Linked DNA regions of Mus musculus: all the other regions are linked to region 3. A link is a contact called in public HiChIP or PLAC-seq data. All regions are on one chromosome and are shown on one strand. The core of a region is the stretch at or near the end of the contact, and the rest is flanking DNA. Distances in the headings are between cores, read along the strand shown.

The links. HiChIP or PLAC-seq counts read pairs in DNA pulled down with a chosen protein or histone mark.
Region 1: a FOXA1 HiChIP or PLAC-seq map of pancreatic cancer cells shows a contact between it and region 3. The contact joins the promoter of Tuba4a here to the enhancer-like site in region 3. A contact is called at or near these places in 4 of 39 promoter capture datasets (cranial neural crest, frontonasal cranial neural crest and liver), 3 of 115 datasets of contacts at active chromatin or transcription factors (bone marrow-derived macrophages, fetal liver and pancreatic cancer cells) and 3 of 9 other capture datasets (adipose tissue, liver and pancreatic islet).
Region 2: a FOXA1 HiChIP or PLAC-seq map of pancreatic cancer cells shows a contact between it and region 3. The contact joins the promoter of Wnt10a here to the enhancer-like site in region 3. A contact is called at or near these places in 1 of 39 promoter capture datasets (stem cell-derived epiblast-like cells), 2 of 115 datasets of contacts at active chromatin or transcription factors (embryonic stem cells and pancreatic cancer cells) and 1 of 9 other capture datasets (adipose tissue).

Annotation. Positions count from the first base shown.
Region 1 is chr1:75,217,163-75,220,821 of GRCm38.p6, forward strand. It overlaps Tuba4a (tubulin, alpha 4A), which reads right to left and starts at 2,132. Exons shown (of 4, transcript NM_009447.4): 1 at 2,031-2,132; 2 at 50-272. The coding sequence starts at 2,033. It overlaps A630095N17Rik (RIKEN cDNA A630095N17 gene), which reads right to left. Exons shown (of 3, transcript NM_001243090.1): 3 at 2,933-3,411. The coding sequence ends at 3,298.
Region 2 is chr1:74,790,654-74,794,134 of GRCm38.p6, forward strand. It overlaps Wnt10a (wingless-type MMTV integration site family, member 10A), which reads left to right and starts at 1,366. Exons shown (of 4, transcript NM_009518.2): 1 at 1,366-1,630; 2 at 2,710-2,972. The coding sequence starts at 1,518. Gm32099 (a long non-coding RNA gene) reads right to left here. Exons shown (of 4, transcript XR_865547.2): 3 at 1,643-1,713.
Region 3 is chr1:75,023,356-75,027,088 of GRCm38.p6, forward strand. All of the region lies in intron 6 of Nhej1 (non-homologous end joining factor 1), which reads right to left. Among named protein-coding and RNA genes, the nearest start is that of Ihh, 74 kb to the left of the region's middle. Within about 2 kb of position 1,641, at least 50 of the 459 cell types and tissues checked have an H3K27ac peak or open chromatin away from gene starts, as enhancers often do. A contact at or near this core is called in liver, pancreatic cancer cells and pancreatic islet, where this site is marked.

The sequences.
Region 1 (3,659 bases), core at 882-3,381, 190 kb after region 3:
AGAGACACTCCACTTTCCTCAAAAGGGGACCCCTCCCCCCCTTGCTCACCGATTACAGTAGGCTCCAGGTCCACAAAGACTGCCCGAGGCACATGTTTTCCAGCTCCAGTTTCACAGAAGAAGGTGGTGAAGGAGTCGTCCCCTCCACCAATGGTCTTATCGCTGGGCATCTGCCCATCAGGCTGAATCCCATGTTCCAGACAGTAGAGCTCCCAGCAGGCATTGCCCATCTGGACACCTGCCTGCCCCACATGGACTGAAATGCACTCGCGCTGAGGGATACAGAGAAGGTCACAGCATAAGTCCTTACCCACAACTACCCACTTCATTCGGTTCTTTCTCACCCTTTTGCCTATTGGCTGAGATTACTCAGTTGGTAAAAGTATGGTAAGGTTGGGACTCATGGTGGTCAGAAGCAGCTGGCAGCCTCTCCAGTCTCCTCAGCACAGGGCTCCCCAGACTGGAGGTAGCCAGCAGGGCAGACCAACCCCTTAGCCTACTTCTCAGTAGAGAATTTACCAAGTGAGAGCTGTATAATCCTGTTACATCCACAGGATACACAGGACAGAGAGGACATGCACACCTGACAGGCAGGGCTTCAGCAATTATAATAAGGGTGCAGGGAGAGAAAGACACAGAGAGGGATAGACACCGAGAGACAGAAGACTTTCCAGTTGCTTCCAGATCGTGCAGCGTCTAGAAATATGTTTTATAGTTTATAGCCAGCAGCTTCCTCCCTGGTTAATCTTTGCCTTGAAAATTCTCACAACCCTCTCCCCTTCTTTCCTGTGGGCAAAGAGGTGTCTCAACCTTCCATCTGGTATCAACTGACCATTCTGGCCTTCAGGATGCTAGAACCTCCACTTTTAAGTTCCATCTGGCCCTGAGGGATCAATCCCATCTGGCTCCTCTCCCCACCTCCACCCTCACACTCTGCGTTGCTTCACCACCTCCATCCTCGCCTCAGCCCACATGGAAATAGCAGCGATAATACGGGTAAACGCTGACGGCAGGGGCAGGCAATACAGGTATACATACTGGAGCCCTGGCAACTTAAGGCTACATCTAGGTGGTCCATAATTTAACCCCTGCAACGCCCAGGTCTATAGAACCTGTGCGCCTCCCTTTTCACAACCAAATGGCGCGTGGGGGCGGGGTGGGGCACGACAATTTCTAAATACCCAGAAAAGGAAGTGGAACCTGCTAGGAGGCCCTTGAGGAAACCCGCCTTGCTGCACAAGCCAGGGGAACGCCATCTGTACCTGGGCCCTACGTCTGCTCTCCCACTGGAGTCTTTCCAGTTACTTCCCAGTTGAAAGCTCGGGTTGGATTTCTGCCCCCGCTCCGGGCTATAAATACAAACCCCTTCATACACCTCTCTCCCTTCCCCCGCCACCTGGCCGAGGCCGGGGCTGTCGATCAGCGCCAGCTGTCTCTGCCTGTTCTCCGAGCACCCGCGAGCACCCGCACTCGGGTAGGAGGGGCCCGCTGGCCTCCCGAGACCGAACCCCATTCCCGCCACCCCTCCTGGCTCAGGAGGGGGTGCTGAGTCATGTGGGGGGTGTAGATGGGAAGAAGGCACACGGAGGAAGACGGGGTGCGGTACCAAGTAACCCCTTAAACCAACCGGCGCCAGGCACGTGTTCGGTCAGTTCCAGGGACTCACTCAGGGGGTATGGGTGGCGGGGGCAGCTGAGCAGGTCTTCTGCTGCCGGAGGAGAGCACTGGGTACGGAACCTCGTGACTCCCCTCAGGAGGGTTGGAACACAGACGCTTGGTAGGGCAGGAGGACACTACAGAAGGGCTCCTCTCTGCTAGTGAAACACCCTCCCTCAGTCCCCAGCTTCTGAAGGTGGACAACACACTAGGTCAAAGTCACCGGGAGAGGTGGGGGAAGTGCAAAACTCTTACATCTCCTGGAAACTCGGAATGCTAAGGAAAGGGTCTTCAGATCTCTAGTGGAAGGTTCCCCCAGAGAAGCGGGACATTTGTTTATAGGACCGGAGAGATCCTGGCGGGGCCTCACTCACCATGATGAGTTTGGGCTGTACGTCTCACGTAGAGTCGGGGTCACGGGTCTCGGTGAGATCTGCGGAGCTGCAGTGCCGCACCGCTCTTATAGGCAGGAGGCGGGACCTGCGCGCTCAGCCCGCCCACCATGGGGCGGGGTGGTTTAAAGACTACATCCCCGTCAGGATAGGTGGCCACCAGGGGAGTGAAACCTAGGCGTATCCCCTCCCCTTGCCGCTCCGGATTCTCTCACCTGTCGGGTTTGGCTTAGAAGCAGCGGCCCATATTCGTTCCTAGTTTTGAGCCGATGTCCCGGATTCCGAAGGTCCGAAGCAGAGACGCAGGGTGCGGTGGCGGAGCGTGTCTCGAATGCACCCGCGTCATGTAGACGCTCATGGTGCAGGTATTCCGATTTAGGGCGGATGAAGCTCAAGCAATCCTTCAAAAGCGGCTGTCCCCGGCCTTCTCCGCTGTCCTCCCAGCGTCGCCTCCCGGGCTCGGGCGGGTTGGGCAGCTGGGACTGGTCGCCCGAGACCCCCTTACAGCAGACCGCCGCCTGCTGGTCCCCGGCCGAGTTGGTAGGCTTTCGCCCACACCTGTAGGAGGCCGAGGACCTAGAACTACAGAGCCTGAGCCCCAGGGTGCCGATCCGGTAGACTATCCCTCAAAGCCGAGCGGCGCAGCCAATCTGTGAGGGCCGACGCGAGAATCTGCCACCTTTCACCGGCCAGGCCACTCGCTGGTCAGAGGCTCCGTCATTAGCGCCGTCACTATTAGTTAGCTCCCCGCCTCGACCACCTACCTGCTGCGGTGGAGCACAGAACCTGGAGCCTCTGGAACAGCATCCGGTCGGCCTTATGCAACCTTGGGCAAGTGACTTAGTGTCACTGAGTTCTTGGCTTGTACAGTCGAAGAGATACCTCCTTTCTACGTTTTATTTCCATTTCGTACTAGGACAGGCCTTTCTAAAAACTATTTCTGCTTTCTCAGACATACATCACCCCCACCGGAAAAAAAATCCCTCAGGAGGAGCCCAGGTGCTGGTTTTCATGGCCATAAAAATTCTGACTCCTAAGGTAGTCATCACTTGAAAAAGATTTCACCAGCATGGGCTTCCATTCTCTTCTTAGGGACAGAGCTGTTTGTCAGCATAACACAAGGCCGAAATATATACAGCAATGGCAGACGTTCTATCAACAAAGTAGCTAGTGGCATTTGACTTAAGAGAAGTCATAGAAAAGAATACAATACATTTCACAAGATCTCTTTCTAGTCCTTGACATCTGGTTAGGAGAATTTCGTTGGGAGAGGCTGAGTGTGTAGTTCGGTTGGTAGCATGCTGTCATCATTTGTGAAGTTCTGGGTTTGATCCCTAGCACCATGGTTGGGAGAGGGTCTCCTCTGTAAAAAGAAAATGGACACGGACATTTGGTTAAGCCGCTTGCAATCATGGGTCATGGTCTGTGCAAAGGAATGAGTCTTGATGATCACAGGACACAGTGGCCACTCTGAAGATCTTCTCGTTTCCTATGAACCCACACGGCACAAGGGATAGAAAAAGATCTGAACAATTAGGCAAAACTCTAAACCTGTTTGGCCTTCAGATTCCGTTCTTTGTAAAACTGAGGTAACCACTTCAGTCTTGAGGT
Region 2 (3,481 bases), core at 116-2,615, 230 kb before region 3:
GATTAGAACCAGAACCAGAAGGCAGAGCCTCTGATTCTCAGACCCTTTCTCTGGTCCCAGACACTCTCTACATTGAGCAGGGGTCTAGAGTTCAACCAGGAGGGTGAGAGAAGAAAAGAAGGGACCCTAGAGGACCAATCAGACAGCCCATGTAAGACCAGTACCAGATCAGGTCATGTCTCAAAGCACCCCTGGGCAATAGCACGCTGTTTTCAGTGTAGGGGACACAGCTGGTGTGGAGAGGGTCAGGACAACTAATCCAGGTTAGCTCTCTGGCTAATTTGCTGTTAGATCTTATGTAAGCCATGAGCCTCTCTAGGCCTCTGTGTTTTCTTGGGAAGTAAAAGGGGGGCAGTGAGTAAAATGTTCTGACTTCAAACTTCTGTACTAGAATGGTCTCTAATCCCTGCTCCCAGCTAGAGCCACCCTCAAGGCACCTAGGTCACAAAAGTCATTTACTAGCTACCTGACCCTTTTGCTTTTGGTAGCCCACTGAGGTGGGCTCCATTACTTATTTCATGAAGGGACAGAAGCTGCCTCTCAAAGCACCTGTGGAAGGTCACCTTGCAAAGCAGGGAGGAAGCCGGAGGCTGCCAAATCCCCTTCTGGGACCTCCACACACACCTGTCTGTCTCTCTTGGCAAACTGGGGGAAGTCCCTCCTGAAGCAGAGTAGGCAAAACGGAGGGGCTGGCCTCTCCCCTCCAGACCCGCAGGTGTGTGCTGGGGTGGGTTGGGACACTCCCCTGCAGCTGTGTCTCAGCTTCAGTGAAGCACACACAACTCGGGTTAACACACAGACCAGTGCCCAACATCTCACAGTACATGGTGCCAATAGCCAAGATGCCAGTACCTCTCCTTCCTTCACCCTCTGCATGCGTTCCCCTCCCCCCTCTCCAGCAAACACGGCGCGCCAGTCCAAAGCGGACTCAGTGGCCTCGGGGACGGGAGCATGCCACCTCCTGTGGTGACGTCACTTGGGGTAGAACCCTTAGACACTACATGGGGGGGGGGGGGTACAGAACTCCCGAGCCAGGACAGTCACTCACTCTTCAGGCGGTGGGGCTGGGCCAGACAGTACCGCCCCCACCGCGCCCGCCTCGCACACCCTCGGAAGCGCAGGCTCGCAGCGCGGCGCTGGGGTGGGGGGTTGCGCCCCAGAACTTCGGCCTCCAGTCCCCAGCCCGCTGCACCTCCTTACCCTCTAGAGGCCCCCTCCCCCTTACCCTCTAGAGGCACCAGGAGTTGTCGCAAGGGGCCCTTGGGAAATTCCCTGGACCCCTGTGCCAGGAGGTGCCCGGTTCGCCCGCTCCCCATCCACCCCCCCGAGGGCGGTGCCCGGGGGCGCTGCCCCATGGAGCGGGGAGGCGGGCGCCGTCTGCTGCGGGAGCTGTGACCTGAGTAGGAGCTGTGTGTCGCAGCCGCCCCACCCCTGCCGATCATGCGCCGGCGACCCTGGTTCGCCAGTCCCACTGGGCTGTGAGCCCCCCACTCCTGGCCTGTCACGGCCCGCGCGCCATGGGCAGCGCCCACCCTCGCCCCTGGCTGCGGCTCCCACAAGGGCCCCAGCCGCGGCCTGAGTTCTGGGCGCTCCTGTTCTTCCTACTGCTGCTGGCTGCCGCTGTGCCCAGGTGAGCTCTCACCTCATGCTCCGCCCTCTTGGAGAGCTAGGACCCCCCAGGCCCGCTCCGGTGCTCTTGCTGGGGAAGGGACCCTGGAATGAACGGGAGAAAGGGTCACAGAAAAGTGCTGGTGTCCAATCAAAGATAGTGAGCTACCTCCAAGGAAGAGGTTGGACTGGTGACAGGATATGGGCAATCCAGGGAGATAGGGAAGTGCCCAGGTGAGTTATAGCAGCTAGGTCGGGAGATGGGTATTGGGGGAATAAGTGTCAATTAAGGTTTCTCCCCCCCTTAGGGCAATGCACCCCTATTCCAAGAATAAGTTGAAACTACCTCATTCCACCTTGCAGATAACCCCGGATGGGAGCAAGATCAGAGGGGTTGGAGGGGGTTTCCGCATCTCAGGTGGGGTCAAGCGAGAGACTGCCTCTAAAAGGCCGTGTGTGTGTGTGTGTGTGTGTGTGTGTGTGTGTGTGTGTGTGTGTGTGTGTCTGTGTGTCTGTGTGTGTGTGTGTCTGTCTGTGTGTGTGTGTGTGTGTGTGTGTCTGTGTCTGTGTCTGTGTGTGTCTGTGTGTGTTTGTGTGTGTCTGTGTCTGGTGTAAGCTGGGCTAGGTAACCAGCAGTTTGAATAAATACATGTGTGCCTATGAGAGCCTATGGGCCAAGATATGTTAGAGCAAGCATGTGTGTGAATGTGCCTGAGTGTGTGTATTTATAACTGTCTGAGGAAGTGTGTAAGTGCTAAGTGCTCTGGGTCTCTGCTCCCACCATTATGTGTGCAGGAGTATGCCTGAAGAAATGCCAGTTGCTGAAACATAGCTTTGGAGCAGGCTCCTGGGCGCCCTTTGAGGCATCTGTGTCTGGGGAGGAACTTCTAAAATACTGAGTACATACATTTACCTCCGTGGGTGTGCAGCTGGGTGGGTTGTATTGGAATGGATGGGGAGAGGCATAGATTCTTGGCCCAACTGTAAGAACCAGGGTTGGGGGAAGAGTGATTACGGCCTGTGGGACAGAATGTGTGTTATTAAACAGGCCCTCACAGACTCCCACAAAATGCTTATCCACTCCACCCCATATGCCTGCAGGTCAGCACCCAACGACATCCTGGGCCTCCGCCTACCCCCAGAGCCCGTGCTCAACGCCAACACAGTGTGCCTGACATTGCCCGGCCTGAGCCGGCGGCAGATGGAGGTGTGTGTGCGTCACCCTGACGTGGCCGCCTCTGCTATCCAGGGCATCCAGATCGCCATCCATGAGTGCCAGCATCAGTTCCGGGACCAGCGCTGGAACTGCTCCAGCCTGGAGACTCGGAACAAAGTCCCCTACGAGAGCCCCATCTTCAGCCGAGGTAGCTGCCCCTGTCCTTCCCCCCACCCCCATCCCAAACTTGCTAGCTATCCCCCATGAACTCTCAGGATGGTATCTCTAAGACTCCTGCATCTGCCAGCCATGTTGCTTTCTGGTCTCAGAAAAGTATCCCGAGTGGGGTCAGAATCATTGGCCAGAAGCACCTCTAAGTGAGGGTGACAGGTTCCATGCCTGAGAACTAGAGTGTTAAGACCCCTTCTCCTCTTCCTCAATTTATCTTTTACTTAGAAAGCGACCTTAATGTTGGAGAGCCTGGGGTGTGTGTGTGGGGGGGGGGGGAGTGTAGAGAACGGGTGTCTGTGTGTGAGACCTTCCAGTCACTGTCACTCGAGGCAAGTAGGAAAGCCTCCTCCTGCCAGTCTGGGGGCAAGAAAGGCAGGCGAATGGCCTGGACTCTGGCAGAGGCAGAGTTTTTCTCACTGCCCCCCAAGCCCCTTCTGAATCAGATACTGGGTGTGTGCCTGCAGGCCTAACAGCCTCATCAGGCCC
Region 3 (3,733 bases), core at 391-2,890:
GTATCTCTTCACTCCTCTAGGCCGATCTTGCTCAAAGGCCTTGACCCCTTAGCTCTCTGTCTGAAAGCACCAACCCAGCCCCCTTCAAAACACTCGGGAACAGAGGGGCCTGTGGACCTAACCCAAGCTGAGGTGCTGAGAGGCCACACCTAGGAAGGTGGGGGCTACTCACGGGAGCTGTGTTCTGTCATACAATTACCATATTATGTGGTTCTAATAAAAAGAAATACTTGAAGTTTTATTAGTGCCATATAATAAAGTATTTATAGAATCTGGGGGGGTGTGGAGAGGGAAATGGGCAAAATCAGAATTGTTAGTAATAACTTGGCAACAACAGTTCTCAGTGTCGGCCATCTAGGTTAAATCTGAATGCAGAGCCTCCACTGTGGGGGAAGGAACAGCATGAACACAACTCACAACACAGACTCTTTCCTCAACAGTGTGTCTCTGGCTTCTCTCTGACTAGCTGCAAGTGAGGTGAGGAAAGGCAAGAAGAATATGGAACACTAGCAAAATCACTGGACCTTGGCCCCAAAAGGCTAGGGGACAGAGAAAAGGGGTGTCATTGTAAGAATGAGTGGAAGGATGGCTTTGATAGAGTCTATTCTGGACCTAAACTTGCCCATTATTGTGCTCACCCCTTTCATACACCACTCACATTCTTCACAAGGATGCTGTACCTCAAATCTGCCCCAGCCACAGCACATACCCAGAGCTTCTCCCACAGGGCCCGTCTTCATAATACATCCTCAAGGCCACAGAATACATGTATGCAAGTGCATATAGCACATACACAATATACCTATGAACACATAGGCATACACATGCACACTCGTGTGAGCACATGCATGCTCACCGCAGCATGCTGCTTCCTCAAGGCAGAGACTGCCTGCCTTTCCTGGGCACCTTCCCAGAGGAAGACAGTCTAGATAAAAATGTCTTCTGAGTCTACATTCCTCTTTTAACATTTCAGAATTTTCTATTACCCAGAAAATCTCCCTAAAGAGAAAGAGAAGTGAGGGCTATGGCATTATTACAGAGGAGACTATAAACAGAACAAATATAGAGTTGCTTTATTACAAGGCAGTGTGGGGATGGTGGCTGGCTGATTACAGGGAAACTCCCCAGAGCTCTCTACAGTCCCAAACCTCAATAAAGGACAGACTCTAGCTGGCATCAAGTGAGGGGCAGTTGGATCAGGGCACCCTAGAATCCTTCCAGATTCCAGTCCAGGATGTGATACCTGCCTTGGCTGAAGATAAGGAGAAAAGCAAACACAATCTGAGAGCCAGAACTGTGCTTGGCAAAGAGCCACCAGGCCATCTTCTCAAAGACAAACACAATTAGTTATGGTTTGGGTTTCCTGAAATCAATAGATTCCAAATTTCAGTAGAAAACAAAATAAAACAAAACAACTAGAACTCAAGAACAAATTGACAGATTCAAAACCCAGACATATCAAGAATAGTCCCTGGGGGTGGTTAGAGGCAGGAGAGGAGCAATGTAACTGGCCGGACTGAAACAACCCAGACTACGCACAAGATCATAGAAGGAAGAGTGGGAAATCCACAGCTCCTCCCTTCTGGGCTCCGGGCACACGGCGTCCCTTCCTGGGTGACTCACAGTGGGATCACCTTCACCCCCTGCTTCATGTGGTGAAGTCCTCTTTATAAGGAGACACACTGCGAGCCTTCTCCTCCTCCTTGCCTGTGAGCCAGGGCAATTGCGTCACTGACCCCCACACACTCCCTCCTCTTTCCAGCAGCCACCACACAGGGATCTTGTCTTGTGGTCCCTGAAATCCTTTCATCTGGGCTCCAAACCCACTGTCACCTTGGCCTTGAATCACTCCCCAGGAGACACTTGGGAAACAGCGGGACAGAGAGTGTCTAGTCCTGAAGGCTTGAATCTACTGACCCTACAGGGCTATCCTCTTCTCTGCCCAAAGGCAGGACACAGTTCTTATGTGAACTCTCCCTACAGACTAGGTTTCCCACTGAATTGGATGATAATACCCATCACTCCAGTTCCCAAGGTGAGGATAAAAATGCTGAGAGGCATCCCTCCTGTCTGATTACAGGCTGATTACATTACAGGTCCTCCACTTTACTTGTTTAGGGATTAAAGAATTCATGGTCTTGGGCTGGAGAGATGGCTCAGCGGTTAAGAGCACTGACTGCTCTTCCAAAGGTCCCGAGTTCAAATCCCAGCAACCACATGGTGGCTCACAACCATCTGCAATGAGATCTGATGCCCTCTTCTGGTGTGTCTGAAGACAGCTACAGTGTACTTATATATAATAATAAATAAATCTTAAAAAAAAAAAAAAAGAATTGATGGTCTTGGAAGATGGCTGCCAAATATGCGCCCACCGCCATTTCTGTTCTCATCCCACCTGGCCAGTGTATTCTTAGCCCCACGTAAAGCATTTGACAGCTGAAGATTTCAGTGTGTCTCAGACCCTTCTCCAGAATAGAGGAGTCCTTCTAACCCCCTTTCAGCTCATACCATGTTGCACCAGGTCTAACATTTTTCCTTGACCTTCTGTGTGGGAATAATTCCTGCTTACCCATGTTCCTTTCACTTCAGAACCTGCACTTCAACTGGCAGGTTTACAATGAGATACAATAGTGCCTTCTCATCGAATGTATCTGATTAGGACAGAGTCTCAGAGATAATGTAGGACTGCAGGGAAAGAGTTGTACTAGAAAGTCAAAGGGTGAGGTCTACCCCACAGTGACTTATGAGAGTTTGATTCACCCAATTTCTCTGAGCCAAGCCATCATATCTCCTCAGCCTTAAATGTCCTAGTGGGCTTAACACAAAACAATGACTATGTAAATTAGTACCTTAGTTCTATTTATGTAGCCCTGGCTGTCCTTAAACTTGTTTTGTAGAAAAGGCTGTCTTTGAACTCATAGAGACTTGCCTGCCTCAGCATTCACAGTGCTGGTACCAAAGGCCGGCACCACTACACCAGCTTATTTTTATTCTTTTTGATCTAAGTAGGTGATCAAATTCTTCTGTTGATTGTACTCTGTGGAGCCTGCCTATTTCACCAGATAGCTATAACATCATAAAGACAAAAGTCCTTTGAACACACTGCAGCTGCTGGGAGGGGTAGCGTATGCCTGTAATCCTAGCCCCAGGGAAGCTGGGATAGGAAGATTATGATTTTTAGGCTAGCCTAGACTACAAGTAAAACCCTGTCAAGAAAGAAGAGAGACGAGGAGGGGAGGAGAGGAGGAGGGCAGGAAGGATGGGATGAAAGGGCAGAAGAGAGAGGAGATGAAATAAAAAGCTTTCAATGGATCAGCCAAATTAAACAATATGCAATGTCCCTAGGGAGAGAGGCCACAAAAGATGGTAGTACTGTTAAGAAGGCTTATAACAGCAAAGGTGAATAGCAAGCACAGAAGGGAGGCAGGGTGTAGAGGACCAGAGGACATGTCCACAGAGGAAGTAACATCTTCACTGAAATCCAAACTTGAAGAGAGGCAAAGGGTATAGTGGTAGAGCCCTTGCTTCACAAAGAAAAACAGAACAAGTTGAAAATCTTTGTTGCTGTTGTGTGTGCCTCTGGCAATATTACAAGGACAAACCCCACATGATAAAAACTACAGATAAGAAAACAATGGGCGAGTTGGAGAGATGGCTCAGCAGTTAGAGGACTGGCTGCTCTTCCAGAGGATCTGGGTTCAATTCCCAGCACCCACAGAAAAGAATGGGCTTC